Linked DNA regions of Sus scrofa: region 2 is linked to region 1. The links are chromatin contacts, called in public Hi-C maps. All regions are on one chromosome and are shown on one strand. Each heading gives the region's core, a stretch centred on a gene start, on an enhancer-like site or on the middle of the called end of the contact. The rest is flanking DNA. Distances are from core to core; before and after follow the strand shown.

Region 1 (4,020 bases), core at 964-3,463:
AACTCCAGCATAAGCAAGGCCATGCGAGTCCAGAGTTGCCTCAGACGCCAAAGACCCGCAGGTCCTGGAGGACCCAGACAAGCTGTTGGCTTCAAGCCCCTCAAGGTACTCAAGGCAGGTATATAGGTACAGATGGGAGGCTGCGCACAGGTGGGTGATGTATCAGAACAGGGATAAGGGGGTACTTCTGGTCTGAAGAGTCTCTAGCTCACCCCCCACCCCACCCCCACCCCCAAGCTGAGCCTATCCCCAGCCCCTCAGGTCTGGCTCCAGAAGCCACAGATTCAGAAGACTGAGGCTTGGGGGAGGGCGCTAGTGGGCAGATGAGCTGGGTGGGTGGATGCCACCTGGCTGGCCCAGGCCCGACTGTCCATGGCCTCTGATGTGCAGCGTGAGGCCCAGCTAAGTACCGACGGCGGCCTGCAGGGAGGCCCATGCTCGCAGGTATTTGCTCTGCTGACCTTGCACGCGTTTGAGGTTTGCTCAGGCCAACACTGTGTCCCCACTCACATTCCGTGCCTGTACCTTTGACTTGATGCACTCATGTGCTGACATCTGGAGGGGGGGCTGTCACACTTGACCTCTGTCACAGCATTGGTCTCAGCAAAGCCGGAGGTCCAGGTGGGTGATGGGAGGGTATGAAATGAAGGAGATCCCTGATGGGTCCCAGGAGATTGTAATCTCCAACTGCCCCACTTTGCAGGGAAAGAAACCGAGGCCCGGGGAACCCAAGATCAATGCAATCAATCAGATGCAGAAAGCTGGGCCAAGGCACCACCTACTCTCATGCTGCCCCCTTGTGGTCAGAGCAGGGACTGCAGCCAGTCCCCTAGCCATTCCCCTGCAGTGGGTCCAAGACAGACGCAAAGGTCTACCTTCCTCCCTCCCAGGCCAGCTCCCCTCAACCCCTGCCCTGGGGTCCCATCCGTACCAATTTCTCAGTATGGAGGAGCCTCAAGGTCCAAAGGCACCCCAGTTTCTCCAGCCCAGGTTGGCCCCCTTGAATAGGAACCCCTGGAGGGGTGACCAGCTCCAGGTTGCTGAGTGAGCCTTTGGATCAGAGCCCACCTGGCAGCCCCACTGCCACGTCGGGGATGTCCCCAGTCGTCAGCTCCTTGCCCTCTCTGAATGACCACACCCTCCTTCTTCAATTCTTTCTCCTTGGCCTCAATGAAGAGACACCGCTGGTTTTCCTTCCAGCTCCCCAACTGTCCAGGTTTGGGGGGGGGCTTCTTGGTCCCCTCTGTTCCTGACTGTCGATGTTTCCTGAGCCTCTGACTGCCCTGCTTTTGCCTGGACCTGGAGCTGGGTCACCTAGCAGGCAGGCAGGTAGGCAGACGGCCTCGGGGCACCATCACCAGCAGCACCGAAAACAGAAGACAGGGAGGAAAATGTCTGTTTCTATGAACGCATGCATTTGGTGATGATGAAATTTTTAGAATACGTGTAAGTGTCACATTTCACACTTTTCTTTACATAAAAAGCATCCTTCTTTTTGACTAAGGGAGGTAGGGCGAGCTCCATGGTCTTCCAAGTGCTTACAGCTTCTAAGGGCCCTGCCTAGATGACCTCATCTATTCACTACTTTCAACTGCCTGTCAATAACCTTCCAACTCTCATGGGGATATCATCAGACCTGACGCCAATTGCTTCCTGGATACCTTCCGCAAGTTCCCCCGGGGCTTTCAGGCTCGGCAAACCCAAAACATTCTCATCATTTCTCCCTTAACCCCTCATCCAACACTGATACCCCCTGCCAGGTGACTCTACCATCATCTCATCTTGTCCGACTCCCGCCCACCACCAAAGCCTATTGATTCAATCTCCTAGCAGCTCTGGAATCTGCATCCTTCTCACACCCTCCCCCTCAACGCCCTCACTGTTGCCCCTGACCTGGTCCAGGCCACCGCTGCTTTTCCCAGCTGGCTCTCCTCCCACCCCCAGTTTCTTCTCATAAGCTGGCTTCACATGCCCATCTGATCACATCACTTCCTTGTCTGAGCCTGTCCCCAGATCCCTGTTACCCCAATAAAGTCCAATGCTCCTAAGACTGGCCTTGAAGGTCCCCAAGATGTGGCCTTGCTGCCCCCTGTGACCTCATCTCCCACCACCCATAATCACACCCTGATCCTCCAGGTGCTGAGAAGTTCTCAAAGTTTAATGGCTAATGTATAACCGAACTGGAGGGTGTCTGGAGTGGGTATGGGTGTGATAAGGCTGGACATACCATCCCAAGCTGGCGATGACTTCCAAAATTGTCCACTCTGCCACTAAGGCAGCCATAAGGCCACCAACACACAGGTGTCTCCAGCCCAGCTTGTACCCCTCCCACAACGGGGAGCTCCCTCTTTCAAACCATCACTGGACAGGTCCTATTAGCAAGTTCTGCTCCTGGACTACATGGATATGGGGCAGAAAACAAAAACTGAACAAAATCCCATTCTCAGGGATACTTAAGGGATTTTTCCTCAGTTCCTTGGGTCTGGGTGTCTCCCCTCAGAGCTGTGGCTCCCAGAAGCCGTTCTGGGCCAAACAGTGAGATGATCAGAAGAGCCACCAGAGGGCGGTGCTGCCCCATACACAGCCCCTGGGACCAGCCTGTCTTTGTGTCAGAAGGTTTTTCAAGGCGAGTGTGTGAGTGTGAGTTTGAATGTGAGTGTGTGTGTGTTACTTTGTGTATCTCTGATGGGGTGTTTGTCCCGGCCAGTTGGTGTATGCAGTTGTCTATTTTTGTTCACATCTTTGTCTTTCAATTCTCACCCAGAAACGTGTGTTTGTCACTCCAGGGGCCCCAGGAAAGGACAGGGAGGATCATGGCCTCACCCTATGCAGTCCTCACCTTCTGAAAAGCTCCCGCCACCATCACCCTCATCATGAGACTCACTGGCCACACCTGGGCATCAGTACCCATCCACTAGGGCAATGACCCCAGTGAGAAGGAGCCAATCCTGGTCTTTGGGGCCCATGTGGGCTTGGAGTCCCCCAGGCACGCCCTCCCAGCGTCACATCCACTCCTACCCACCAACACCTACAAAGATGGATAACCTTGTAATATCCGCATATTACAGAGAAAGTGTAAGTCTGGTCAGCCTGGCACTGGGCACCAGGGCACCCCGACCTCAGCCCCTGGCCCCAAGCCTTAGAAATCAGGCTCCTGGAGAAGGATGGAGGAGTAACCCCACCCACTGCTGTAACAGAGGACAGCCCTAGAAATGAGGGTGCCCAGGGGAGGGAGCTGTCCTCACCTGGGGTGGCGGAGAAGGAAGGCTTCTTAGGACCATACTTGGGATGGGTCCTAGAAACAAGCCGGGGTGTCAGCCCAGAGCCAGCTGGCATGGGCAAAGGCACTGAAGTGTGAGAGCAGAGCTTAGCCAGGTTGGGCACAGGTGATGCACGTGGGTGGGGGTGGGGGGCTGTGGCAGAAAATGCAGCAAAGGGGGCAACCTTCCTCCCAAGCAGCCTGGTTTGGGGGACTGGCCAAGCCACCCCACCCTCAAAGCCAAGGCCACCTCAGACCTCCGTGGCCTCTGCAGAACAGATAGGTCCCCACATCACTGCCCCTATTCTCCCCAAGGACGCAGGAACCCTGGGAATTTCTGCAGCTGAAGCAGGAGGGGTGGCGGGCTGAAAAGAGTCCATGTGCTTCAAGCTCTAGACCAGAGAGAAGCACAGTTAGAGACTTAGACTTCGTTAGAGACCTAGAGAGAGTCCAAGAAAGTGTGTTGGACGTGCAGAGAAGGGAGAGAGAAGAGAGGCAGAGATTCAGGCGGACAGAAATAGAGACAGGAAGAGAAAAAGGAGAGAGCAAGAAATGGGGACAGGAAGGCAGGGAGAGGACAGGAGAGGGGTGCAAGGAGGAGGGGGCAGGGCGAACTTTCTAGGCCTCCCTCCTCGCTCCTCGTGGCCGGCAATCAGGCCTGCAGGAGGCAGGTGGTCGGGGCAGACAATGGCGCGGAGGAGTGCGGAACCTGGGACTAAATTTGGCGCTGCCTTTGCAGGGCGCGGGGCCGCCCGTTCATC
Region 2 (4,020 bases), core at 868-3,367, 98 kb after region 1:
AGCCGGATGCCCGGCTTTGCCGCTGTCTCGGAGACAAATCTGGGGCTCCAGCGAACTAACTGACAACGAAATCCTCCCAAAACGACAAGCCACGGGCTACAGAACAGGAATCAAAGGGCTTACTGGAGAGGAAAGAACGGCTCCAACTTTTAGCACGCACGTCCTAGGTACAAGGTGCGGTCAAAGCTCACATTCCCGGCCAGAAAACCGAGGCTCGGAAAGGGGCGGCGCCCTCTGGGAGTCCCCCAGCGCAAGGGCAGCTGTTCGGGGCCGGAAAGCCGGGTCAGCTCCCCAGGGCCCGGCCGCCGGGGGACCGGGGGCCGAAGGTAGGGCCAAACGAACTCACCATGGCGGGCGGCGCGGTCCCTTCAAGGCAGCGAGTGGTCGCTTTGCAGCCGGACCCTGGCTGGGCCATCACCTGGGGGAGGGGGGAGGGAACGCAGGCGGCCGAGGCTGCAGAACTGGCTCCGCGCAGCCTGAGCCCAGCGCCTCCCCGCGCCTGTTATATAAACCGGCGCGGAACAATGAGTCCTAACTTTGTAGTGGGCATTTAAAGCCCTTCCCCACAAAAGCGGTGTCTCTCTAATGAAGCAATTTGAATTTGGATTGGATTTTTTCCCTCTCTCTCCCCCTCTCCCTGCACTTAACCCGTGGCTCTTGAAGTAATCGCTTAGTTCCCTTGCAATCCAAGCCTCTGAGGGGGAAAAAAAACACGCGCACACACACAAACTACCTGCAATTAGAAATTGTCGTGAATGCCCAAGATAAGAGGTAGCCAGAGTGTCAATTCCAACTGTCAATCAGTGAGATCCATCAGGCCGCCCAAAGAATTGCAAATTTGATTTTTTAATGGTAGTAATTAAAAATCGAATTTTTTCTCCCTCCACCCACCCCCCTTCCTCGCTCCCTTCTCCTCTCGACACAAAATGCAAAAAGGAGAAAAGAGAGAAAGAAAGAAAATAAAAAAGAGATGGGGGGTGGCTTTTGAGGAAAATTAAACCCAGAGCGCTGAGAGCGTGAGCCCGTCCGCCCCGCGCGAGGGGCGAAATTGATGCGGAGATATATTGACGCGGATTCAGGCGCCTTTCGAGGGCCAGTCCGAGAGAAACCCAGAGCCAAAACGGGGGCTAGATCAGGGGCAAAACGGGACCAAAAGAGAAAACGGAAGCGTCCAAGGAGAGGAAAAAGCACCCTCCAACCCCTCAGAGCGCCCGGGACAAGCCCAGCACCGCGATTCTCAGCGTTGCGCCGGTACAACCCCCGGAGGATCGGCGCTATCAGCGCCTATTCAGACGGACAATACCCGCCTCGCCTCCTCTTGATTCGCCTGTGTCTTTGCTAAATCGCTTTTTGAGAAATTCCTCCAACATTTGCATAATGTGTTCCCGCTTTCCGCGACCACCCCCCCGCCCCGCGCTCGCGCGCGCTCACACATTCACAGACACATACTCCCAGGCTCACCCCCGCACCCCTCCTCCCTGCGGCCGCCGCCACCCGGCCGGGCCCGGCTGGGTCTCGGTCCCTGCCGACCCCTGGCCCGGGAGGCTCACCCACTCTCTCGTTCACTCACCTGCTCGGTGGTGGGGCCGCCCTTGGCCGGCAGCCGGCAGCCCTCGGGCAGCGCCGGGGCGGCGTTCTCATGCTTCCAGTACATGGGCCGGGGAGCGGCGGGCTCAGCCGGCGCGCAGCACGAAGAGCCGCGCGGAGGGGGACCACGGCCGCAGTGGGAGCAAAAGCTGAAGCAGGAGCAGCAGGAGAGCCGAGGTGCCGGCCCCGCCGCCCCGGGCCCGGCCCCAGCCCCTGCCCCCGGCCCGCGCGCAGCCCTGGCCTCCCTGGCTGCCGCCGCAGCTGCCTCGGAAGAAGGTCCCGACAAACTTGGAGAGGCCCCCGCCCCCTCCTTCTCCTCCTCCTCTCGCTCCTCGTAGTCCTCCTCCTCCTCTCCCTCCTCCTCGTCCTCCTCCCCCTCCAGCTGCGGTGGCGGCCGCCCTGCCGCTGGAGCCCCGCTCGGTTCAAGATGAGTCATGCGTGACCAATCCCCTCCCCGCGGAGGGAGAGCGAGACACACACAGCGAGCCAGCGACCCAGAGACACATACACACAGACATATAGACACACAGAAATTCAGAGCTGCTGACAGACTCAGAGACACTCTGACATACAAAGGCACAGGCAGGCACACACTGCACACAGCTCACTACGGCCCCTCCCTCGAGGGGCACCCACAGCCCTCCAGCACAGCTCCACTTTCAGATACCAGAGGGACCCATGGTCACATCTTGGGCTGAGATAGGTCTTATATAAAGTAAAACACTTTATACTTTGTTAATGCAATTCCTTGCCTGGTACGATTGTGTACATCCTGATGCAAATGATTACCTGTTTGCCTCATTTACACCGAGCACAAGGCATTCATACATTCTCACACACCTGCACAGCTGCCTCTGCTCCGTAACAACCAAAGAGCACACACCAAGGACTTGGGCTATATCCTATTCTCAGTGGGATTGGGCCAGGTGGGGAAAGGGGAATTCTGGGGTGGGGGATGCTTCCTTGACTTCCCCAGGGAGGGAGTGCCTGGGACACCCGCCTTCTTTTGAGAATTTGCTGAGCCATCCAGTCTAACACCTATCACCTTCTCCAGGGCTTTATCAATAGAGGTGGGGAAGGCAGGGAGGCCCAGGCATTTAGATAGGAGACACAGCCCCCAGCCCCTCAGACACAAAAGCCTCAAACTCAAAGATAGAGCCTTACACAGTTCACATACAACACATAAACACAAGTGGACACATGTCCTTAGTGCCCTTCTTTGCACACAGAGCTGAGACGTATAAATACATAGCATCTTCTAAAAACAAATACACACATTTTCTACAAAACAAAAAACAAAACAGAATTAGATCTGGCTCTAGAGACAACACACGTCTAACCTCCACACAGTCGCACATACCATCACCTCCCTAATTGCCCTCATTTACGACTGTAAACACCCCCCCCACCAGAATAACTGTTCTTATGTGTGTATCCACAGTTAGGAGAGCACAGATTCCTAGGGAGTTGCAAACCAGTGCAAAACCTCATACTACTCTACTCAGAGACCCACAGATATACACAGTGTATCCCTACAGATGGTGAAATAACCATTTAGAGTCTGAAAGAGCGTACTCGCCTCTGCAGACACCGGATTCCCAGGAGTCATGGTCATGTACACACACAGGCACATCCTACCAGATCCAGGCAGATTAGGGTATCTGCCCACCAGCGTAATACAAAAGACTCACACCTACATCCTCAAAGTACAGAGAAATAGCCCAAGCCAATGGCATCTCCCACCCTCTGCATTCTAGCCATTTGTTTCTCTCAGACACAGATGCTCAAAGTGAAAACTTTCTCTGTAAACCATGGTCTTTTCTACTAAAAGCATAACTGCAATATGAAAGCTGGTGAGGTGTGTTCATATGCACCCTCAAAAATTCGCAGGACTATGGACATCAATCTCCTCAAATATCTTTTTTGTACATCCTAAACCCAGCTGCTTCTCCTCGATATTTTATCCACAGCAGCCTCAGCACTTTGTGATCATGATTTCATTTTCCTTTCACAATAACCCCGTGAGAGAGTCTCTCTCTCTCTTTTTCTTTTTGTCTTCTTGTCTTTTCTAGGGCCACACCCGTGGCATGTGGAGGTTCCCAGGCTAGGGGTCGAATCAGAGCTGTTGCTGCCAGCCTACGCCAGAGCCACAGCAATGGGGGATCCGAGCCAAGTCTGCGACCTACACCACAGCTCACAGCAATGTCAGATCCTTAACCCACTGAGCGAGGCCAGGGATCAAACCCAAAACCTCATGGTTCCTTGTTGGAGTTGTTCACCACTGAGCCACGACGGGAACTACCAAGATAGTGTCTCTTACTGCACCTGTTCACTGATGAACAAACAGGTTCGGAGAGAACATGTGAAATGTCTAAAGTGGTGCCACACGGCTAATTATTGCCAGGGCCAAGAACTCCACACCAGGAATTCCCG

What was found. Hi-C and Micro-C count contacts between places; a contact is called where the count stands out from the background.
Region 2: a contact with region 1 is called in a Hi-C map of retroperitoneal adipose tissue, with 4 times the contacts expected there. The contact joins the promoter of LHX6 here to the enhancer-like site in region 1. A contact is called at or near these places in 3 of 5 promoter capture datasets (fetal liver, fetal skeletal muscle and liver), 3 of 47 Hi-C or Micro-C datasets (fetal heart ventricle, retroperitoneal adipose tissue and skeletal muscle) and 1 of 2 datasets of contacts at active chromatin or transcription factors (skeletal muscle).

Annotation. Positions count from the first base shown.
Region 1 is chr1:262,222,493-262,226,512 of Sscrofa11.1, forward strand. No RefSeq gene overlaps it. Among named protein-coding and RNA genes, the nearest start is that of TTLL11, 20 kb to the left of the region's middle. Within about 2 kb of position 2,214, at least 7 of the 83 cell types and tissues checked have an H3K27ac peak or open chromatin away from gene starts, as enhancers often do. A contact at or near this core is called in retroperitoneal adipose tissue, where this site is marked.
Region 2 is chr1:262,320,660-262,324,679 of Sscrofa11.1, forward strand. LHX6 (LIM/homeobox protein Lhx6) reads right to left here and starts at 2,118. Exons shown (of 9, transcript XM_021068376.1): 1 at 1,571-2,118; 2 at 347-418. The coding sequence starts at 2,023.